3 separate regions of the Zea mays genome follow, and all the other regions are linked to region 2. A link is a contact called in public Hi-C data. All regions are on one chromosome and are shown on one strand. The core of a region is the stretch at or near the end of the contact, and the rest is flanking DNA. Distances in the headings are between cores, read along the strand shown. Region 1 holds the start of LOC100275671. Region 2 holds the start of LOC542765 (ras-like gene). Region 3 overlaps LOC103653689 (pentatricopeptide repeat-containing protein At5g65560).

Evidence for each region. A called contact is a pair of places that touch in the nucleus more often than the background predicts.
Region 1: a Hi-C map of endosperm shows a contact between it and region 2, with 2.9 times the contacts expected there. The contact joins the promoter of LOC100275671 here to the promoter of LOC542765 in region 2. A contact is called at or near these places in 5 of 25 Hi-C or Micro-C datasets (bundle sheath, ear, endosperm and 2 more).
Region 3: a contact with region 2 is called in a Hi-C map of ear, with 4 times the contacts expected there. The contact joins the enhancer-like site here to the promoter of LOC542765 in region 2. A contact is called at or near these places in 8 of 25 Hi-C or Micro-C datasets (bundle sheath, ear, endosperm and 3 more).

What each region holds. Positions count from the first base shown.
Region 1 is chr4:132,894,425-132,898,078 of Zm-B73-REFERENCE-NAM-5.0, forward strand. LOC100275671 reads right to left here and starts at 1,376. Exons shown (of 1, transcript NM_001149701.2): 1 at 626-1,376. The coding sequence starts at 1,052. The coding sequence ends at 732.
Region 2 is chr4:132,642,949-132,646,608 of Zm-B73-REFERENCE-NAM-5.0, forward strand. LOC542765 (ras-like gene) reads left to right here and starts at 1,296. Exons shown (of 6, transcript NM_001112273.1): 1 at 1,296-1,402; 2 at 1,570-1,709; 3 at 2,676-2,758; 4 at 2,856-3,060; 5 at 3,150-3,218. The coding sequence starts at 1,357.
Region 3 is chr4:132,466,440-132,470,219 of Zm-B73-REFERENCE-NAM-5.0, forward strand. It overlaps LOC103653689 (pentatricopeptide repeat-containing protein At5g65560), which reads right to left. Exons shown (of 6, transcript XM_008680517.2): 3 at 1-2,106. Among protein-coding and RNA genes, the nearest start is that of LOC103653689, 17 kb to the right of the region's middle. Within about 2 kb of position 2,037, at least 8 of the 20 cell types and tissues checked have an H3K27ac peak or open chromatin away from gene starts, as enhancers often do. A contact at or near this core is called in ear, where this site is marked.

The DNA of each region.
Region 1 (3,654 bases), core at 126-2,625, 250 kb after region 2:
TAGATTATCTTTAGAGCACCAAAACTTATGAAACATGTTAAATTAAGACATATCTTGGTGTGATGCATTATTTGAGCTAAGAACCGCCGATAGACACATATACGTGCTATGAACCTGTAGCAGGTAGATTAGTTGTAGTTATATAATTATGTTCTTTTTACCATATTATTTGTATATGTGATCAACTATAATTTGCTAGCTAATTATGTGTTGCATATCAAAGCGTTGTATGATTTGAAGTGTTTATAGGTGGTTCAATACAACTATTGTAGAACTGTCGGCTGTTTAACCGGTTCTTAACAGTTCAACAAGTTGACCAATTTGATGCCCGATTCAGTTCTAACAACTATGCTTTATATCGTATCATATATATACAGAAACACACAAAGGCTGAAATAATCCAAATTCCATCCGAATGACAAAACGGCAAAGAAGACCAAGAATTACAAGGGCACGCGCAGGAGCAATACAGTGCCAATTTGACATGGAATTTTTGGTGTTTTTTTATTCTCCGTCTATAGTAGACTAGCTAGTAGAGACCTCCGCCTACAAGAATACGGGATACAGTACTCTATACACTATGCACCGTCTCAACCTGCTGCGTACATACATGCATATATATTCCTACATGCCCAAGTGGTACGTATATGCATGCATGGATACGTATATATAGATTATAGAGACGTAGAATAATCCTACTCTGCTAGGTACATAATAATATATATATACGGCTACGCGTAGATGGCGTAGCGCATGCTCTCGCGCACCATGAGGTGGCTGACCTCGTCGGCGGCGCGCGGCCGCCACCCCGTGACGGCCCACGCCTCCTCCGTCGCGCTGACGTCCGCGCCGTCGAAGCGGATGGCGCACGCCAGCGCCAGCAGCGCCCTGGCTAGAGCGCCACCCAGTGTCGGCGCCACCACCGCGCCGCCCGCGGCCGGAGCGGCGGCGCCACCGTCAGTATCGCCGTCTGCGCCGAGCGCGCTCTCGTCCACCACCCGCGCCGTCCGCCTCCGCCGCCCCCATCGCCATCGCCGCACCAGGCTCCACATGATCGATAGCCGGCAGCAAAAAGACGTGACAGAACTTTAATAATCCCTTCGATCTCCTTCTCTTTTCCTCCTCAGCACATCGATCCTTACGTGTGCACGCACGCTTCTGAGCTCTCAATGTCTGCTCTCTCCTAGCTAGGCAGGCGTATGTAGTTTGTTTGGGTCACGCGGCTCGCACCATGTCCATGGCACCACTCATGTTGTTTGCTAGCTTCTGCTGTCTTCTTCCTTGGCTCGGACACGCCATCATCGACCACAGCCTAGTAGTACTATATATACAAGGACGATAGGTTGTGGTGCTAGCTATGCGGGAGACTGGTTTGCTAGTTCAAGAAAGCAGGCAACATCTGTATATATGGAGGGGAGCGTGCTAGAGGAGAAAAAGCAGGGGAAGCCGGGACACGGACGATCGAGAGAGGCAGAGGACAAGGCAGGGAGACGATAGTGGTGGTGGGGAGAGGGAAGCACTACCATGGTCCATGGCTAAGAAAAGGTTAAGCTAGCTATCACGACGAACTACTCTGTAGTGGCCTAGTGGGATCGAGGATTCTGCTGGGTGGTGACGATGGTGCCCGTTTCTATCATCCCGGATTTATTATCTAACGCGGACCGCGCCAACGGGCCTTTAGATGCCATAATAATTAACCCTCCTGTCTGGGCATGTTTGGTAGCGTTCTAGACAGAATCCAGAATTGCTAAACAGTATTTTATACGAAAAAAAATGAACCTAGCACTAATCTGATGATGTGATTTCCTAAAAAAAGGTTTTCTTGATAACCTCTAAACAAGTTATTGGGTAGTCTATTTCAACCACTCACTTATAAAAAAATCAGTTATTCTACTCCTTAAACTTAATAAAAATATATCTAATAAACCTTTTAAGGCACAATAGTTAAAGTATACATAACCCCACTAGTACAAAATTTAAACGCTACACGCCCGGTTGGAATCGAACCTCCAATCTCACCCTCACGTGACCACTCCACCTATAACTTACTTTTTCTCTATATGGAAATTTTGTTGCCCACATATTATAATCAACTGAGTGTAAATTGATTGTTTGAGGCTCTAAACGATGTCAAACAAAAAAGTTGTCAACTACAAAGTTGAATAACTTTTGAAGTTCTACAACTTTTATTTTGCTACTTTTTCCATCTGAGGTTATTTGCAAAATTTACATTTTAAATTTGACAAATTTATATGCAAGTCTTGACGGCCAAAATGATTTCAAATAAAAAGTGGTCGGTTTTAAAGTTTCATAACTTTTAGAAATCTACAATTTTTATATTGGTGGTTTTTTTCATACGAGGTTATTTGATAAACTCAAAAAAATCAGGATAAAAATAATCTTTAGTGGCAGTTTCTTAAGGAACAGCCGTAGAAATATAATTTCTACAGTTGGTTTTCTTAAAGAACCACCACTATAAATATCACTTGCGCTTGATAACTCAAACCGCATGTAAAAATTAGAACTCACCGTAGGCATAGAGGTATTTTCTACTAGTGCCCTAGCATGGGAATAGTTGAGTCTAATAAATATATAATGTGTAAGTATGGAACATTTGTTGGAAAAAAGCTATGACAGTGGATGCTTGTTCCGTTTATCTTTGCATGACACATGTAATAAGTCTGTGAAGAATGTTGTTTCGATTGAGTCGAATATTTGGCATTCACGACTTTGCATATCAATTTTGGTTGTGTCTCGTGGCTAGCAAATTTAAATTTAATCCCTAAATTTGATTTAGTCAAAGGTTTCAAGTGCTAGGTGTGCGTGCAATCTAAGCAACCTCGCAAGCCTCATAAGACTGTGGAGGCGAGGAATTTGGCACCACTAGACTTAATACATTCCAATTTATTTATGTGAGATGAACGGGATATTGACTAAAGGTGGCAAGCGATATTTTATAACTTTTATCGATGATTCTACTACATTTTGTTATGTGTATGTTTTAAAATCAAAAGATGAAGGTTTGCATTACTTTGAGACCTACAAAGTAGAAGCTGAAAATCAACTTGAGAGAAAACTTAAATGGTTAAGGTCTGATCGTGGTGGAGAATATTTTTCGAGTGATTTTTTTGACTTTTGTGTGGAACATGGTATTATTCATGAGAGGACACCGCCATACTCACCACAATACAATGTGGTTGTTGAAAAAAGAACCGTACTCTAACTGATTTGGTTAATGCCATGTTTGAGACTTCGGGACTATCTAAGGAATGGTGGGGGTGAGGCGATCTTGACTACGTTTCATGTCCTTAATAAAGTTCCCACAAAGAACAAAGAAATCAGACCATTCGAGGAATCGGAAAAGAAGAAATTAAATGTCTCCTATTTGCACACCTGGGGTTGTTTAGCTAAAGTGAATGCGCCAATTAACAAGAAGCGCAAATTAGGACTGAAAACTATTGATTGTGTTTTCCTTGGGCATGCTTTCCACAATGTTGGATATAGATTCTTAATTAATAAACCTTGGAGTACCGGACATGTTGGTAGGTACAATTATAGAGTCCAGAGATGCTACATTTTTTGAGAATGGATTTCCTATGAAAATTACACATGGTGCGTCTAGTAATGAACCAACGATAGCACATGAGCATTTTA
Region 2 (3,660 bases), core at 46-2,545:
TTTCTTTCATGCGAACTTATATGATTCATGCTCATACGAGTTAGAATTGCTTTTGTCAAGCGGTGATCGATATGAAGCCTGATTCGAAGACTTATTGGGTTGTGCCCTCCGCATCTTACATGTAAGTTAGACTTATAAATTTTGCTCATACGAGTTAAAATAACTCGTGTATAGCGATGATACAAATAGGGTATTTGATTGAGATTATAATCTGATTAGGTTATATAATCTAACAAATTTTGATCTATTTATATAATTTGGACAGATTATAATTCGAAACAAACACCTCCAAAATCTAATTCCAACATATATTGGATCATGTTTATAATGTACGAACACAATTGCTGGTCAATGTTAAAATAAGCTTATATGTTGTGTCTTATAGTGATTATTCTACAACGTAGGAAGATTATGTTAGAAAGAAATAGCCACCTTTTAAAATATAGAAGATGTAGCAAGATAGTTATGATAACTTTCATAATCTCAAAACGCTATTCTTCAATGTTTGTTTAAGTTTGAAGTTGATGGTATTTATATCTATAGCTCCAAATTAATTTGTTATAAAAACATATTTTATAATTACTTTAATATTAGCTATTTAATATTATATGTATCGATTTTTAGCTATAAATAATTAAATTTAAGGTACAAAGATTCTAGAGTAGTATATTTTGGTACGGATAGAGCAAGAAGTGTGTGCTATTGTTGGTCGGATGTCCATTCACATATTTAATGTCTATGTGTTCAGTGTTATAGTGCTATACACGCAACATTTTTAGGCTATTCTCAGCACCTTTTCTATTTTAAATTTTAATTTTATAAACAATGTCATCGTCCCAATTTATTATTCATTCGTCTGACTTTTTTATCACAAGTTTGATCAACTCGTCTTATTCAAAAAATTGTGAAAAAACTTAAAACCCGTTGTAGTTTTGTTTATTATCAAATATACTTTACATATAACTTAAATTTTTTTGTTTTATGATTTTTTGAATAAGACAAATAGTTAAAGTTAGGGTTAAAAAAGTCAAACAAATTATATTTTGAATCGAAGGGAGTACAATATAAACTCTATTTTTTTTCAAGATCCACTTCTAGAGCGGTTAGGCAAAACCGCGCGCCATTTGGCCAGAGCCCACCGCCCAGCCAGCGAGGAATCCTGATTTGGAGCACTGGACGGGACGCGTTGCCATTAGCTGTCGCGTCAGTTACGTTTTGCTTGCCCTGTTCTCGTTCGGCCTTGACAACCCGGAAATCCTCCAGCCCTCTAGTCCCCAACGACGCAGGAAGCAGGATCGAGCCGAATCCTCCGGAACTCGCCGCCGGGGCCAACCGACCTCACACTATTGATCGAGGATGTCGTACGCCTACCTCTTCAAGTACATCATCATCGGCGACACAGGTCCGTCGCCCCCTCGCTCCCGAATCCGCTGCCACTCTGATCCCCGCCGCCCCGCCCCGCGCGGGGGGAGATTGGATCCACGCGGCTGGGGATCTGCTGTCATCTGCTCATCGGTGTTGGTACATACGAGCGGCGATTGATCGATCGGTTGGTTGGTTGTGTTGCAGGCGTGGGGAAGTCATGCCTGCTGCTGCAGTTCACGGATAAGCGCTTCCAGCCCGTGCACGATCTCACCATCGGCGTTGAATTTGGCGCCCGCATGATCACCATCGACAACAAGCCCATCAAACTCCAGATTTGGGACACGGTCCGTCCTGCTCCTCTCTTCCGTTCGTTTTTTCCTGCCCTCTTCATGGTGTTGTTTAGGTTGCGTACGAGGTTAGCAGTTTCAAGCAACGATGGCTGTAGGAATTTCGAATTGTTTCAGAAACAACGCGAACATTTTTGGGATCCTTAATTGCTGATGCCATTTATGTTCCTCTTGCGTTTTGCTGCACTGGCTTGATAATCTAGAGATTTTTGAATCACAGACCCTGGCAGTTCTGCAACATCCAGCCACTTTGTGCAAAATTGTGTTATCCTCTTGCATAAGGTCGTATATATGTCTCGGTCATACTGCTGGCTTACCAAAAAAAAATCCCAAACTTAGGTCACCAACTATCAAATCAACCAGCATATGTCGAGGTAGTGACAAAGCACCAGACTCCAACAAGCTAACAGGCTTTAGTCTAGTCTGATTATATGTTATTAATCCATGTTTTCGTATGGAATACTGCTGGCAGTACCAAAAGAACCAGTCTCGTGCGTTCTAAATTGCAAGTATGTTGCTGATTTCATTCATACTTATCAATACAAACTTAAGGAAATTATACAGTGATGTAAGAAAATATCTCCTCTTAGACAATTGGACCTATATTTATCTCAACTTAGTGTAATTGCAACACTTCTGTTTGCAAAGATATCTTCGGTAATTGCTCCAATGGTCTGGCTACACGTTTTCAAGAATTTAACACTTGTAAGTTTGTAACCAGGGTACTGTAACATGTAAAGCATTTTTATTAGCATTTCCCATATTAGTTCGAGTTTCAGAATCTGTTCATCCTTATAATTGTTTGGTTTGTTCATCATGTAGTATGTTCATGTTATTATTTTTATTTTTTTGCTTAGGAGTATGGTTTTAATGAACTACAACCACAACACATTCACCACTACTTCTGTTGAGTGTGATGTCATGAAGCGTTATATTCTCAATTGATTATGACTTGAATTTCAGGCTGGCCAAGAATCATTCAGATCTATTACTAGGTCATACTACAGAGGAGCTGCTGGAGCCCTTTTGGTTTATGATATCACTAGGTACTAGTTATATGGTTTTGTTTGGTTATATTATATGCATCTTATTTTGGCATTTACAATCACTAATGATTCTTACGTTTGGGTCACCCAACTTCAGGAGGGAGACCTTCAATCATCTCGCAAGTTGGCTAGAAGATGCCAGGCAACATGCAAATGCTAACATGACAGTGATGCTGATTGGAAACAAATGTGACCTTTCTCATAGGCGTGCTGTCAGCTATGAGGAAGGCGAACAGTTTGCCAAGGAGCATGGTCTGGTTTTTATGGAGGCATCTGCTAAAACTGCACAAAACGTCGAGGAGGTGAATTTTTTTTAGACCTACTAACTGTTTACTACTATATTGCCCACTGGTGTCTTTTCTAACCATTTTAACATCTTTTTCTGATATAGGCATTCATTAAGACCGCTGGTACAATATACAAGAAAATCCAAGATGGCATATTTGATGTATCAAATGAGGTTAGTTCTTAGTTAGTACTTCTTTTCAGGTGCTTGTTCAAGGTTGTGCCAAGTGTTGGTAATTAATGAGATTGCAAGTTTATAACACAGTAATAATTCATTTAATGTGGGATTGGTCTTAAATAGTGGCACCAGTTTGCATGATTATTGCAAACTTTCCCCTAGAAATTGTAAAAATCAACAAAAGAAAACAGAACTGTGAACTGAGCCACACTTTTGCACAAAACTAAAAAAACTCTTGCACTTCAATTCCCCCAAATACTTTCAGCTGCATAAATCTACAGAAATGTTGAAATCTTTCTACAAACCTGTAGAAGATTAATTAAAAATGTTTGTGGCCTATCTAGTGTATTTGCTTGTACATTCTAGACCGATTGAACTACCATATGAACCACATGATGTTATGTAGTATTTTGTATAGGATTCCCACAATCTCAGCTTC
Region 3 (3,780 bases), core at 787-3,286, 180 kb before region 2:
CACAGAAGTTGCTTTCAAAGGTACATGTTCTGCTAGCCTCCTCTGTAAAAGATGTCTAAGCAAGATAAAAAAGGTAAAATGATTTGGCATAGAAGCAACACCCGTCATGTGCTTCAAGATTGTAACTGCACGATCTGTCTGTCCAATACTTGTATGGCCATCAATCAAAGTGTTATATGCCATTGCATCTACAATGGTCCTACATTTTTTCATCTCCGTCACAACATTTTCTGCTTCATCAAGCCTGCCTTCATTGCAGTATGCCCGCACAGAAGTAGTATAAGTGACAACATCAGGACTACACCCCTGTGACACCATTTGCCCCCAAATCCTTGTGGCTAACCCATAGTTCCTCTCGTTGAAAAGTCTGTTGATTACAATTGTATAATTCACCGTTGAAGGCTTGACATCTTTTTGTAGCATCTCATCTATAAAGAATAATCCTTCTTGTGATCCCTTCGTCTTGCATAGATTTTCAATGAATGGGCTATATGTATAGGTATCTGGTGCATAACCAGCTGAAATCATATTTTCCAAAAATGTGCACGCAACATCGAATTTACCAGCCTTGCATAACCCATTTATCACCGTATTGAATGTCACAGAATTAGGTCTTATGCCTCTATATTCTAGGCCATCAAAAAGAGAGCAAGCTTCATCAACTTTCCCAGTCTTACACAGAGCATCAATCAACACATTGTAAGTGTACTGATCAGCAGCTAAACCATTTCCTTCCATCAAACGGAGTAATCTGAAAGCGCTTCCTATATGACCATCAATGCACTGGCCTCGAATCAACAAATTGTATGTCACAACATCTGGCTCTACTCCACATTCTCTCATCTGGTCCAACAAAGCCATTGCTTTGTACACTTTCCCAGCATTACAGAAACCTTGCACAATTGCATTGTATGTCCAGACATTTGGTTCACACCCTTTAAACCTCATGGATTCAAACACCCTCACTGCACCACTCATCCTCCCCTCCCTGCAGTAGGCATTCACGACAATTGTGCATGTTACAACACAAGGCATCAACCCACTGTCAAACATCTCATTCAGTATTTTCTCAGCCTCTTCAGCCTTCTGCTCCCTACACCATAAATCGACCAGTGCTGCATATGCACGAGTGGTTGGCCTCCATCCCAGCTCCTTCATCTTCTGCAGCATACATAGACCCTCCTCTCCTCTTCCGGCATCACACAGCCCCTTTACCAAGGCCGCGTGTGTGTACATGTCTGGTTGCGTCATTTCCCTGAACAACTCCAGTGCCTCATCGATCCTGCCTGCCTCACAAAATCCTTCGATCAGAGCAGCGTAAGAAACCGCATCTTGTGAGAATCCTCTGAACGGCATTTTGCAGAACAAGTCATGGGCCACTTCCAGCTGCTGCGTGCGACAGTAACCCAATATCAAAGAGTTGAACGTGAAAGCGTCGGGGCGCCAACCGGAGCGGACCATGAGGCTGAGGTACCGTTGGGCGTGGCGGAGATCGGCGCGGCGGCAGAGGGCACGGATGAGTGCATTGTAGGTAGCACCCGTGGGTGCAGGCGGGGCGTGGCGGTACATGTGGGCGAACAGCCGGAGCATGAGCGGCGTCAGCGCGTAGCGGGAGAAGTGGGTGAGGAGGGAGCGGAAGGGACGGTCGAAGAATGGACGGAGCGGCGGCGGGGAGAGGGCGTGGAGGCGGAGCACGACCGGGAGTGAGATGTCGAGGAGGTGGCGGGACGGCGCGGCGGCGCGGGCGACTGCGGCCGCGAGGCGGAGCGGCAACGGGACGAGGAGTGTGCGGGGTAGGGACGGCGCGAGGAGGGCAGGGAGTTGCGGGAGCGAGGGGTGGAAGCGCCAGTCCGGGGAGGAGAGCACAGCGGCGAGATGCGCGATGAGCGCGGCGGGAGATGGAGAGGGCGGAGGGGATGCCATGGGGGGGGTGGAGACGTTGCGGGGAATGCCGGAGATGGATGAGCTGGTGGTGGAAGCGGCGGTGACGATGACGACCGGGCCACCGGGGGGATTCGTTTGCACGTCGAGAATTAGCGACGCCGGCACGGCGCCGTCACAATTGTTGGGGATCTCATGTGCAGACGTGCAGTTCGACTGGACTTCCTAGCCCTCGATACGAAGCCAAAATTGAGAGTCTCAAAATTACAAATTTCTCACGAACAAATATGAAGTCCAAGGTTCTCCAGCCAAAGCGTGTGGTGGTGTTGTCGATGTCGTTGGACCTCGGCGGAGCTCCGGCAGGTTTTGTGTCCACACGAGGGTGGAGTCGCTTGACCTAATTGGCAGGTTAGCTCTCCCTCACCTCGTCGCTTTCTTCTCGCTCTGGACGATTTCTTCTTCTGCACGTGCTAGTTTCCACGGAGGCTGGCAGTGGGTTCAACGTCGCCCTCCCTCAGGGTGTGAGGAGTGGCCTCATCTCAGATCTAATGGTGCTCGATCATCGCTGACGTCCGAAAAGATGGAGGCGAAAGGGTGCACTCATAAATGGGAGAGAGGCAATAACAAGGAGAATACCCAAGAGCAGCAGCATTGAGGAAGGAATAGGAATTTGAGCTGGCGCTTGAAGCCACCTCCAAGGAGGATTGACCCCAAAGGCGATTTCGCAGGCTCATCATCAACTAGAGAGATGATGGTGCAAGGTAACCCTAATGCTATGATCCCTTCACCAGTGGTAGATCGTGATTTTGGGAGGAGATTTTTCTACCAGATCTGTGGGAAAGAGGGTCACCACGCTAGGGACTGCTCAAAGTCTCTATGGTGTGAGATCTGCAAGACACCGGACTAGTTTTGGGCGGAGGCGATTAACACAGCCTGCTACTCCATCAACGGATTATACCTTCACAGAATCCTCAAGAAGACATCGTATGAACTCCTTACTGGTAAAAAGCTCAATGTTTCTTATTTTAGAGTCTTTGAGAGCAAATGCTTTATTCTTATTAAGAGAGGTAGAAGTTCTAAATTTGCTCCTAAAGCAATAGAAGGCTTTTTACAAGGTTATGACTCAAACACAAGGGCATATAGAGTCTTCAGCAAATCCACGAGATTAGTTGAAGTTTCTTGTGACATTGTGTTTGATGAGACTAATGGCTCCCAAGTGGAGCAAGTTGATCTTGACGAATTAGATGATGAAGAGGCTTCGTGCATCGCACTAAGGAACATGTCCATTGGTGACGTGTGTCCAAAAGAATCCGAGGAGCCCACACAAGCACAAGATCAACCATCATCTTCCATGCAAGCATCTCCATCAACTCCAGATGAGAATAAGGCTGAAGAAGAAGAGGATGAAGATCAAGACATTGATCAAGGGGGAGATGAAGATGATAATGAAGACAAGGAAGATGAACAAGAGATTCAGGATCAAAGATCGCCACACCTAAGAGTCCACCAAGCAATTCAAACAGATCACCCCGTCAACTCCATACTCAGTGATATTCATAAGGGGTAACCACTAGATCTCGAGTTGCTCATTTATGTGAACATTACACTTTTGTGTCTTCTATTGAGCCATACAGGATAGAGGATGCATTAAGAGATCCGGACTAGGTGGTGGCAATGCAAGAGGAGCTTAACAACTTCACGAGGAATGAGGTATGGTATTTAGTTCCGCGTCCTAACCAAAATGTTGTAGGTACCAAATGGTATTCCGCAACAAGCAAGATGAGCATGGTGTGGTGACAAGGAACAAAGCCCGACTTGTTGCAAAAGGTTACTAACAAGTCAAAGGTTTGGATTTTGATGAAACTTATGCACCCTTAGCTAGGCTTGAGTCAATTCGTA